Linked DNA regions of Sus scrofa: all the other regions are linked to region 2. Evidence: chromatin contacts called from public HiChIP or PLAC-seq data. All regions are on one chromosome and are shown on one strand. The core of a region is the stretch at or near the end of the contact, and the rest is flanking DNA. Distances in the headings are between cores, read along the strand shown.

What was found. HiChIP or PLAC-seq counts read pairs in DNA pulled down with a chosen protein or histone mark.
Region 1: a contact with region 2 is called in an H3K27ac HiChIP or PLAC-seq map of alveolar macrophages. The contact joins two enhancer-like sites. A contact is called at or near these places in 2 of 47 Hi-C or Micro-C datasets (embryonic fibroblasts and mesenchymal stem cells) and 1 of 2 datasets of contacts at active chromatin or transcription factors (alveolar macrophages).
Region 3: a contact with region 2 is called in an H3K27ac HiChIP or PLAC-seq map of alveolar macrophages. The contact joins two enhancer-like sites.

The regions. Positions count from the first base shown.
Region 1 is chr1:98,642,143-98,645,775 of Sscrofa11.1, forward strand. It overlaps DYM (dymeclin), which reads right to left. Exons shown (of 17, transcript XM_021092922.1): 17 at 364-1,154. The coding sequence ends at 1,005. Among named protein-coding and RNA genes, the nearest start is that of SMAD7, 100 kb to the left of the region's middle. Within about 2 kb of position 2,114, at least 10 of the 83 cell types and tissues checked have an H3K27ac peak or open chromatin away from gene starts, as enhancers often do. A contact at or near this core is called in alveolar macrophages, where this site is marked.
Region 2 is chr1:98,267,855-98,271,820 of Sscrofa11.1, forward strand. All of the region lies in intron 6 of CTIF (CBP80/20-dependent translation initiation factor), which reads left to right. Among named protein-coding and RNA genes, the nearest start is that of TRNAD-GUC, 42 kb to the left of the region's middle. Within about 2 kb of position 1,562, at least 9 of the 83 cell types and tissues checked have an H3K27ac peak or open chromatin away from gene starts, as enhancers often do. A contact at or near this core is called in alveolar macrophages, where this site is marked.
Region 3 is chr1:98,767,827-98,771,805 of Sscrofa11.1, forward strand. All of the region lies in intron 14 of DYM (dymeclin), which reads right to left. Among named protein-coding and RNA genes, the nearest start is that of SMAD7, 230 kb to the left of the region's middle. Within about 2 kb of position 2,260, at least 2 of the 83 cell types and tissues checked have an H3K27ac peak or open chromatin away from gene starts, as enhancers often do. A contact at or near this core is called in alveolar macrophages, where this site is marked.

The DNA of each region.
Region 1 (3,633 bases), core at 864-3,363, 370 kb after region 2:
GAAAAGCAAATATTTTGCGTCTCTGAGAATGAACCTAGGCCACAGAAGTGGCCGTGGACTCAGTATGATTCTGAAGTCCCGTCCACCTCTGCCCGTAGGGGCTACAGGTCTGCTCAGGGCGATCAGGGGCCCTCTCCCTCTGAGAAGCTCCTTCCTCCGGCTCAGGGGGGAAACTGCAGGTCACACAGACCCCAAAAGAGTTTAAAGCCAGAAATGGAGAGAAATGTTTTTCATCTCATACGGAATACTGCATTAATCAAATTGGTCTCCTCTTTCTCCTGTTCATCTGGTTGAAGAAAAAAGATTGCTTTCAACATGAAGCTTTTTTTCCCCCCATGATTAATACAGAGTAGATTAACTTAATTTGTGCTAGACTCCAATTTAATTCAGCTACAGCTCAGAGGCCAAATCCACAGAAAAGCTAATCTGGGCTTCACGAGAAGGATCCATTTTTTTCTTTGAGGGAAAGAGGCCAAGCATCTAAAGGCTTAGATCCAACTGCTCTGGCTGACATCACGGGCCCTCTGAAAGGCAACTACACCACACACACAGCTTCATTTTCTTATTAACTCATGTCATCTTTTCAGACTGATGTTTCTTAATGTTGAAACACATGCACACACACATGACCAAAACAAAAAGCTTGAACATGCAAAAAAAAAAAAAAAAAAGTATGTGTTGGTAAAGTGTTACATGCCTAAGGCATCAGGTTTCTAGAAAAGCTCATGATTTTTGGTTTAGAAATAAAATTGCATGTGAAACGGCAGGTTTTTACATTTATTATTGTTCTGTGCCCCCACCCCCCACGCTATCATCTAAACTGAGTGATCTACTGCCAACTGGCACCAATTCTGCAAACCCGAGTGTGCAAGGGAAACACGCCAGTGTGATCCTCCTCAATGGAAGACACGCCAGGGACTCTGTCTACCTCTGTTCCCCAGAAAAACATCACTAGAAGAGCTGCTTGGCTGGAGGGGGTCAGGCTGGGAGGCAGCGTCCCGCCCTCAGTCGGAATCCATGGTGAACAGCTGGATGTCCTGCGGGTTCCAGTATAGGCCTACTGCTGTGTTGTACACCAGGGACCAAACGTAGGGGATAAAAAACTCCTCGGGCTGCTCCTCTTCCACATATTTGAATTTCAGTTCTGGAAATTTCTGTAACGAAAACAAGACAATTTGGTCAATCCCATAGTCCCATGAAAAGGAGCAGTTTATACCTCCTCTGAGGGGTCAGAGGGCCTGAGAGCCCCAGGGACACAAGATCCAGCTTGCCGCTCCGGGGGCGTGTGAGTCACCTGTAGGGAGGGCACACAACCCCACTGGCCCTGGTCAGGGGTGACCATGTGCTGAGAGGAGCAGGGACCAGAACAGTGGACAAGGCGGGGTGAGAAACGCCAGAGTGGGAAACAGCGGGCAGTGTTTGAGCAAGACTGTCTCCTGCACACCGCCGCCCACTGGGTCTTCCTGAGACACCTTCCTCTGGCTGAAGTTCCCCTCAGAACTCCTTGGCCTTGACCCTGAGGGCGGGCGGTGAGCACAGAGGGCCAGCAGTGCTGTGGGTCGCCCCTGCTTTGTGGAGGGGACCTGTGCCTGAGGCGCAGGGAAGGCTTAGTCGCTGCTCTGCAGAGACAGCATGTGCAGTTCCCAGGTCTAGTAAGTAGCACTTTCATTGGGCTTTTGATTTTGTTCTCGTTCTACTCCCGATCTACATATTCCCGCCAGGGCAGAGGAGGTGATTCTCCTCTCCGCAGCCCGAGGAGCCCAGGATTCAGCTAAAAGCCCCACCCACCGCTTCCCTGGCCAAGGTGACTCTGGCAGGAGAGGCTGCAGTTTGGTGATGGTGGCAGGGGTAGGGGGCTGGGGAGAAGCAGGCAACAGCGGAGGGAGAGAGCTGGCAGAGGGCGAAGGGGAAACACTCCCATGAACGCGTGGCCCACGAGGGCAGAGATTTCTACATCCACTGTGTCTGCTGCTGTATCCCGACAGAGAGTGGCCGGACACTTAGTAAATAACTTGCAGAATGAAGCAATCAACCATCTAAGGCTCAACTACGTCCCAGGCACAAGGGTAACCACTTCACGTAAGGCATCTTGCTCAATCCCTCTTATTCATTCCTACACTGGCTGAGCGTCTGCTCCTCAGCACAGGTGGGGGCTGAGCACCAGGACCCGGGGATGCAGGGCCAGCAGCTCCACACAGTTCCTGTCCTCTCGGACGAGCGTCCTTGTGGAGCAGAGACAAAGGAAACAGCAGTAGCAACAGCAAAACAATGATCACCGAGAAGTGAGAAGGGAAGGACAGGAGGCTCCAGAGGCCTGGTGGTGGAGGAGGCAGCCAGGTGAAGAGGGAAGCGTGTTCCTCCTGAGGGAGCAGTACGGAAGGAAGGCATGAGGTGCTTTACACTGGGGGGCAGAGTAAGTCCCGGTGAGCAGGGCCCACAGTGGAGGACGGAGCTGCAGGAAGAATCCAGCTCGCTGCGCGAAGGTCCCAGAAGCATCCGAAAGGTCTCAGAAAGGGGCCCGATGGGACTGGCTCTGAGCAGGGACTGGATCACAGAGGGGAGAACTGGGGGGCACCCAGCAGGGGTGGGGCCTGGGCCAGGTGAGGAGCAAACAGGCCGGAGCTAAAAGGACACTAGTTGGGTGGATTTAAAAGATTTTAAACAGAAAGGAGGGTGGTGGTGGAGGGAGTAGGGGAGCTACATACACACACAGGTTTAAAGGTTCTTAAAACAACATCTGCTTATCTACAGAAAAAAACCCCAAACTCACGGACATGGAGAACAGACTTATGGTTGCCATGGGGGAGGGGGAGGGACTGGGATGCCCTGGGCGTTGGGGGTTGGTAGTTCACACTATTGCATTCAGAGTGGATAAGCAGTGACATTCTGCTGTACAGCACAGGGAGGTATATGTAGTCACGTGATGGAACATGATGGAGGATAATGTGAGAAAAAGAATGTACGTATATGTGTAACTGAGTCACTTTGCTGTACAGCAATAATTGACAGGACACTGTACATCACCTATACTTAAAAAAACAAACCCCAAACCAAAAAACAAAACAACATTCGTAATGATTAAGACTGAACATTTAAGTGCTGGATCCTGAGAGTTCGAGAATGATGAGTGGGGGCTGAGTTGAGCAGGAAATGCTTTGCGGCAAGGTGAGTTTTGAGTTAAATCCTGAAAAAGGTACAGGGATTCATGAAAAAGGAGGCTCCTCTGGTCATGGATGTTACTTCAACATACCACAGACAGCACAGTCCCCATTTATTACGACTTTAATGAAAACCAACTCTATTCCACGCTCCCAGGGCATCAGTAGATACAGAATATACAGCAAGGAGTTGTTTTTTTTTTTGGTCTTTTTGTCTTTTTGTCTTTTCTTGAGCCGCTCCCATGGCATATGGAGATTCCCAGGCTAGGGGTCGAATCTGAGCTGTAGTGGCTGGCCTACGCCAGAGCCACAGCAACATGAGATCCAAGCCGCGTCTGCGACCTACACCACAACTCATGGCAGCGGATCGTTAACCCACTGAGCAAGGCCAGGGACCAAACCCGCAACCTCATGGTTCCTAGTCGGATTCGTTAACCACTGAGCCACAACGGGAACTCCAGCAAGGAGTTTTACA
Region 2 (3,966 bases), core at 312-2,811:
TGCTCCCACTAGAGGGCGCCAGCGTGCCGTTCTGGAGGCTTCACAGGCGTGTTGCAGCTGGTCCCCAGTCGCCAAAGTTGTCCTTGTCTCATTCATGCTCAGCATACAAGTATGGTGCTTAACTCTGTCCCCCAAATGACCCAGACCCTCCAGACTCAGGCCCTTCTTTCCACAACAAGCGAGGGGAAGAGACAGTGAAGGAAGCGGCCAGGCAGGTGACGGAGAGCACCTGTTTGGTCAACATGTCTCTGCTGTGCACAGCCTGACATTCCTCCAGGGGACCCTCTGCACCCCTCCAATCCTCAGACTCCTGGGAACATGGGGCAGCCCCGGGGAGGTTGAGCCTCTATCAGCTGCAGACAAGGAGGGTGCTTGCTGATGGAGTGAGGGGTGCTGGTGGCCATCCCCCTACTAGACGGCCGCACCTGGGCCTGCAGGAAGGCACCCATTGGTATGGGCTTGGGGGGTTGCAGAGTGTTGGCTTCTGCCCTCAGAAGGTTAGGTAGAAGCTGTGCTGAGGGGAGGGATGGCACTCCACAAACTTGACCGTGTGAGGGCAAAGGAGTAGAATGAGATGGGTTCCCGCCCCTCCTTGCACTCCCCTCCCCTCTCCTCCGTCCCCAAACCTCCAGCCCAGACATCACCCCACCAGGCTCCTTCCCCCTCTGGTGTGGTGACTTGAACAATTTCTCCTCAGCATCTCCTCAGCTTACCAAAGCTCAGGAGCCACATAGCCTCAGGGCTCTGCAGAAATACTGTCTTCTCTTCCCCACACAGCGCTGGAGGCTTCTGCATCTTAAACAAAACCCCAGTTGAAAGACACTGTTTTTGAATTATCCTGTGTCTTGCCCCAGGCTTTCGAAAAGGACACATTTTGATCATTTCTCTTTGAATTCTCTTGTCAGACAAATGTTCCCTCTGCTGTCTTTTGTCTGACCAGAGGAACTTATTTCCCCTTTTGCCTTCCTGTTAGGAAATGTTGAAACTAAATTCTCTGTCTGTCTGCAGTTAATTCTGAGCTCACCCTGACCTGGGCAGGCCCGTTTTGCTCTGATCCTCTGGTGAGTGACCTAGTTGAGTGAAGTACAGAATGTGTAGACCCATTCTTGTGAGGTCGACCTGGTGCACCCACTGGACCAGAAACATCACTGAGTCAGGTGGGATTTCTGGCCTCATGGATATGCCCAAGGCCCTCTCCACGAAGGGGCCCGGAAAACCCAGGAAAGGTAAAGTGGGATTTCTGACCTCATGCCACCTCATACCAGCGTGTCCAAGCGCTCTCTTCACACAGGACCCAGGAGAGGACAGGAGACCAGCTGACAGGGGGGCAAGTGAGACTTGGGGTTAATCACCCCATTTACCTGCTTGGCCCGAATAAAGACAGGATGAGAACCACCCCAAGCCCCCAAGAATATGAGGGACAAATGAGCTTTCAGAATGAAAATCACTCCCCTCCAAAATGATGTCCAGGCTGCACTCCCCCACCCACGAAGCCACTGAGTGCTTGAAGGAATAAAAATGAGGGAGCAGCCCTGTTCCTCCAGCAGGTGGTGCTGTTGCAGTGTGAACTCAGGGTTGGTGGGAAGGGGCTGCCCCACACTGGACTGAAGCTACTGAAAGCCTGGTTCCCAGCCCTTCAGATTGGAAGGAGTGACTTTATTGTTCCCTAGAGCTATGCCAGCTCTGTTGCCAAGTCTTCTGGAAACTTCCAGGATATGCTAACTCACAGACATAAGGATTATTAAAATATTCTGAGATGCCAAGGAGCAAAGTCATGTAAAAACTAAGTCCCACCTCACTAGCCCAGGCCGTTCCTTGTCCGCAAGTTCTGCTTCATGTCCCTTCTTGGTCCCACGGGGTGTGACTTCATTGGTTGAGTCCACCAGGATTGACTGGGCACCTTTCTGTAGACCAGGTATGGTCTTAGCCATGATGGACTGAGGTGGTTTTTTTTTTATTTATATTTTTATTTTATTGCAGTATAGCTAACTTAGAATGTTGTATTAGTTCCAGGTGTACAGCCAAGTGAGTCAGTCACACATAGAAATATAGCCATTCTTTTTTCCCATACTAGTTATTACAAACTATTGAGTAGATTTTCCTGGGTTATAGAGTAGGTTCTCATTAGTCAGTGAGTATATATTGTGTATGTGTTATTCCCACCCTCCCAATTCTTCCCTCCCCCCAGCAGTTTCACCTGTAGAAACCATAAGGTTGGTTTTGATGGACTGAGTTTAAATGCAGGGGCCACTGCCTTTCCAGTGAACCAGGACATGCCATTCTCCTGATGTCCCCATAATGAGTATCTAGCAATGACTGTATTGCCATGCAGACACTGGCCTTCTAGGTTCCAGGAACTGTGAGGGGCTTTCTCTTTCTTATCTTACCTATTGCTGCATCATGTCTGTGAAGTGTGTGCCGTTACTGATCTCTTTTTACAGACCGTGTTGTCTCTGGTCCAATGTCACCTTCTTAGTAAGGCCTCCTGAACTCCCTGTTCTGTACTCCTCACCCCCCACCTTTATTTCTCTTCGTGGAACGCATCACACATGCTTTATTTATTTTTGTGGTCTGCATTCTCCCACTGGAAAGTCCCATTCTCTGAGGGCTCATACAGTGCTCCTTAAATATTGGGTGAATGACAGGAGAACCACTTGTTCCTGTAAGTGGACTCACTCCTAGTGTCCCTGTCCCACCCACCCCCCACCCCATCCAGAACCTGTGCCTCCTTCACATGGGGACACCGTCCGAGCTACGTGTCTGCACATGTCCTTTCTGAATTCTCATAACTGCCCTGTAAAGTGTAGATACTAGTCTTATCGTCAGCATGCGGACAAGAAAACTGAGATCAAATACGTGGCCCCAAATCTCATGGCTTACAAATGGGGGAGTGGGATTGGAATTCAGGCAGCCTGGCGCCCCTTTGTAAGGAGTGCCAAGGAGGAAGAGGTGATGGAAAACCATTTTCTAATTCTAGGCGACTATAGTCACGTACAGCAAGTGAGGGGTGAATGTCATTTCCTTAATAAGCAAGAACAAGAAAATGGATATCTTTTTTTTTTTCTTTCTCTAGTGCTAAAGGCACTAAAAATGGAAAGAGAGGAGGAGGGGGTGGGGAGAGGGAGAGAGGAGCCCCTACTGACACCTTTGACAGAGGAAGAGAGATTGTTCCTTTTTTTTTTTTAATTGGAAAGGTTTCCCATGGCCTCCCCCCAACTCGTGCTGACTCCAGATCCTGCCCCAGCTCTGAGGCAGAATGCTCTTCTAGGAGAGAACCTCTGCTCTCCTGGCGCCCCCTCCTCAACTCCCCCACCCCCCATCCCCCACCCTCACCTCCTGCTTCCTCCTGCAGGATAAAAATAGGTGCCCATACAATAAAGGAGGAGACCAGGAATTCTTCGATCCATGGTTTCCTGTCTGAGGCCATAGGTAGCAAAGGCAGTAGGCAGTGTGCGCTGTGAGGCCAGCCTATTTTTGTTTTTTGTGAGTCTTTTTACAAGCAATTATTGCTTTCAGGGTGAGGAGCTTAGTTGGGGACAGCTAAAACCATTCCTAGGAAGCAGGTCACCAGCCGAGTCTAGGTGAGACTCTTCTCCACAGTCTCGGAGAAGGGGCCAAATGCAGGGTGCTGGGGCTGGAGGGGGCAAGTACATTCTGGCTTTGGGGGATCCCAGAAGTACCTGCCTCCCTTACATGACAGCCTCAATTATCCCTAGCACAGTTAGGGTCTTAGAATTTGGCAAACTGTGGCCTGCAGACCAGCCTTCCAGCTTGTTTCTGCAAATAAAGTTTTATTGGCACATGGCCACACCCACTGGTTTGTTCACTGGCTGTGGCTGTGTTTGTGCTACAAGACAGAGTTGAGTAGCTGCAATGTTGCCCCTTCCGTCTGCCAAGCCTGAAATATTTCCTATCTGGCCCTTTATTGGAAAAGGCTGATAAGCCCTGAGAGTTAAAACAGGTGAC
Region 3 (3,979 bases), core at 1,010-3,509, 500 kb after region 2:
TTTGAAAAATATTCTGTGGTTATGTAAGATATTTACAAAAGGGAAAGCTGGGTGAAGGACATACAGAAATTCTTTAAAACTCTTTTAAAGAATTCTTTTCTAAGTCTAAAATTATCTGAAAATAATAAAGGAAGGAAGGACTGAGGGAGAGGAGAAAGGAGGGAAGGGGAGAAGGAGGGCAGGAGACAGTAAGTCATATAACTTGACAAAAATGTAAAGACCTATACCTACAAAGAAGAGTATAAGGTTAAAAGTATAAGTTCCATTTTCCCTTCCCTTTAGTCTAACTCCCCACAGGTAGCCACTATTTAATAGTTTCTTATTCCTTATTCTAGAAAAACTAAATGCATATTTTCAAACATACATGTACACATAACCTACATACTTAGTATAAAGAGTGGTTTTCTGTTTGTTTCTATTGATTTAATTATTATAGATATTTTATCATATAAACCTATACGGACTGAATTCATTTTACAAAATGATGGCAGAATATTGCATTGGATAAATTTATACTGTAATCAGTCCCCTACTGCCAGATTGTGCTTGTTTCCGTTTTTTTGCTCTTCAAGGAGGCTGAAAAATACACACACCTTTGTGTAACTGCTTATCTAACTGACTGGCAGTTTCTCAAGTCACCGCTCAAGAAACATATTCTCTCTCCTTGAAAATATTAACTTTTTAAAAGTACAAAATTTATTTTTCTACTTTATACTCAAGCCATAATGCCAGCCAAGCTGGTATCTATATACCATTACATTCAACACACAGTTCTTTTTTCCCGAGTGCTCCAAGTCCTACTTTTTTGTTTCAATGGCTTCACCGTGATAACATTCTCGCACCATGTACTTTTGTCAATTTAAAATGTACAATTCAATGGGTTTTAGTACATTCAGAATTGTGCGACCATCACCACAATCTAATTTTCCAATATTTCAATCATCCCCGAATCATCAACCATTGGCAGTCATTTGCCATCCTGCACCACACTTCCAGCCCGACGGATTCACTATCTATCTACCTCCTTAGATTCGGCTTCTATGGACATTTCATACAAATGAAACATGGCCTCTGTCATGGTTTCCTCCACTTGGCGTGCTCCCAAGGTTTCTCCATGCTGAAGCACATATTAGGACTCCATTCCTTTTTATTGTCAAATAATATTCCACCGTATGGATATACACATCTATCCATTTACCAGTGGATGAACATTTGGGTCATTGCCATTTTTTGGCTATTGTGCATAAAGGTGCTAAGGACATTCACATGTATGTGTGGACTTATGTTTCCAGTTCTTTGGGTTTATTAATTACCCTATGCTGGGTCATATGGTTATTCTATATTTTTGGCCTTTTGAGGAACTGTGTATTATTTTCCAAAGCAGCCATGCAATTTTACATGCTCACCAAGAGTTGTATGAAGTTCTAATTTCTCCTCCCTCTGACCAACACTTGTGATAATCTGTCTTTTTGATTAATGAATGTGAACTTCTTTGTAGTTGTGATGTGCATTTCCCTAATGGCTAATGATGTTGAGCATCTTTGGATGTGCTTATTGGTCACTTGTAAGTCTTCTTTGGAGAAATGTCTATTCAGACCTTTTGCCCATTTAAAAAAATGTAGTGAACACTTTATGGCTCATTTGAATCACAGTCCAGCAGGGTACTCAGTTTGCCTTCTATAAGATGATTCAGGGGTCCAGACACTGTCATCCATCCCCTGGGATCCTGCAACCTCCCACTGGATTTCCTGCATCTAGCTGGAGGAAGATGAAGGGAGAGAAGTGGTGAAAGATCACTTCCACCTACATTCCACTGGCTAGAGCTTGTCAGATACCCCCAGCAAGATGCAAGGATATTGGAAAATGTTGCTTGGCTGTGTAATCAAGGAGAGGAAATGAGTTTGCTAAGGATCCAGCTAGTCACTGACTTACCCAAGTGCCAGGCCCATGCCTGGCACTCAGGAAAGATAGCTGAATGACTAGACAGATGGCAATATAACTCATTCCTTTGCTCTTGGTGGTCATTCTGGTTTGGTTCATTTTAGGGCCTCTGGAACATATCCAGCTCCGGTAATTCTAAAGTCAGGGAGCACGATGGGAAGTGAAGGTCCATCTTTGGGGCTGAGATTCATCCCTTGATGCCAAAAAAGGTTAGACATGCCTTTGATGCTGCTGCTTATCTGTGTCAGCTAAGGGTGCCTCTGTTATTCCTCCCTCTCCACTGATGTCACATCTCTCCTCCTGCAGGAAGCTCTCCCTGTCACCAGGGGGCACAGACACATCTCCATCCTCTGAACTACTTCCTGTGGTTCTAGAATGTCTCTTCCACACAGGAGCTGCCAGCATAATTGTAGAAGCTGACACTTAATAAGTATGCTGTATGCCAAGGACCCTACCCGGACTCATTACTTAATCTTTTTTTTTTTTTTTTTTTCTTTTTATGGCCACACCTGTTCCTGGGATAGGGGTCTAATCAGAGCTGCAGCTGCTGGCCTATACCACAACCACAGCAACACCAGATCTGAGCCACATTTGTGACCTATCTGCAGCTTGTGGCAATGCCGGATCCTTCACCCACTGAGCAAGGATAGCAATTGAAGCTGAATTCTCACAGACACTACATCCAGTTCTTAACCCACTAAGCCATGAAGTAAACTCCTCATTATTTAATCTTCACAACAACTCTGGGTAGTAGGTTCTACTGTTACTCCCATCTTACATATGAGGCAACTGAGGCCCCAGAGAGGCAAAATGACCTGCCCAAGGCCAGACAGCTACAAAAGAACCAAGCTACAAAATATTTAAAAACTGGACTGTCTTTTTATAATTGACCTCTAAGGGTTCTCTACATGTTCTGAATACTAGCCTCTTATCAGATGTAAGATTTGCGAGTATTTTTCCCCCTATTCTCTGGATTGTATTTTTACTTTCTTAATGGTCCTTTGAGGCACAAGTTTTAAATTTTGATGAAGTTCAATTTATGTATCCTTTCGTTGCTTGTGTTTTTGGTATCATCTATGAAGTCTTTGTCTAACCCAAAGTTTTAAAGATTTACTTCTATATTTTCTTCTAAAGGTTTTACAATTTTATCTCTACATTTAGGTGTATGGCCCATTTTAAGTTAATTTTTGTGTATGGTATGAGAAAGGGGTAACAAATAGTTCTTGAGCACCTATTACACATGCCAGACACCGTGCTGGACATGTGAAACCCAGTGGCAATAATGTGATGTTTTCACGTCTATACCCTTGTTCAAAAAGCATAACCCCTGGAATGTTTTCCAGCCTTAATGTCTCCTTTTAAAAATACCACCCAGCTCAAATTTCAACTCCTTTCAATAAAAATAATTCCTCTTCACCTTCCCCAAAGTTGTTCTCTCCCTCTTCCAAGATGCCACAAGTTTGGTTATAGCTCTCTTATAAAATCTGTCATTTTTGGATTGTATTTTAGTTGTGCATTTGTTTTTTGTAGGTTTTTTTTTTCTTTTTTTTCTTTTTTTTTTTAAGGGCCACTATGGAAGTTTACAGGCTAGAGATCCAATCAGAACTGCAGCTGCCGGCCTATGCTACAGACACAGCAACACAGGATCCAAGCTGTGTCTGTGACCTACGCTGCAGCTCATGGCAACACCGGATCCTTAACTCACTGAGTGGGGCCAAGGATCAAACCCACACCCTCATGGATTAGGGTTAGGTTTGTTACCACTGAGCCACAGCAGGAACTCCTCATGCATTTGTTTTAAATAGCCTTTTAGAACCCCCATAGGTGTGTATGTGCTATGCCGTCTTCATTTTTACCTCACATCATGTTAAAATAATCCCAAAAATCAAAGTTTTGTTTTGTTTCCTTTTTTTGCTGCTCCTGTGACATATAGAAGTTCCCAGGCCAGGGATAGAATCACAGGTGGAAATGCGACCTACCTACCACAGCTACAGCAACACCAGGTCCTTTAACATACTGCACTGGGCTGGAGATCAAA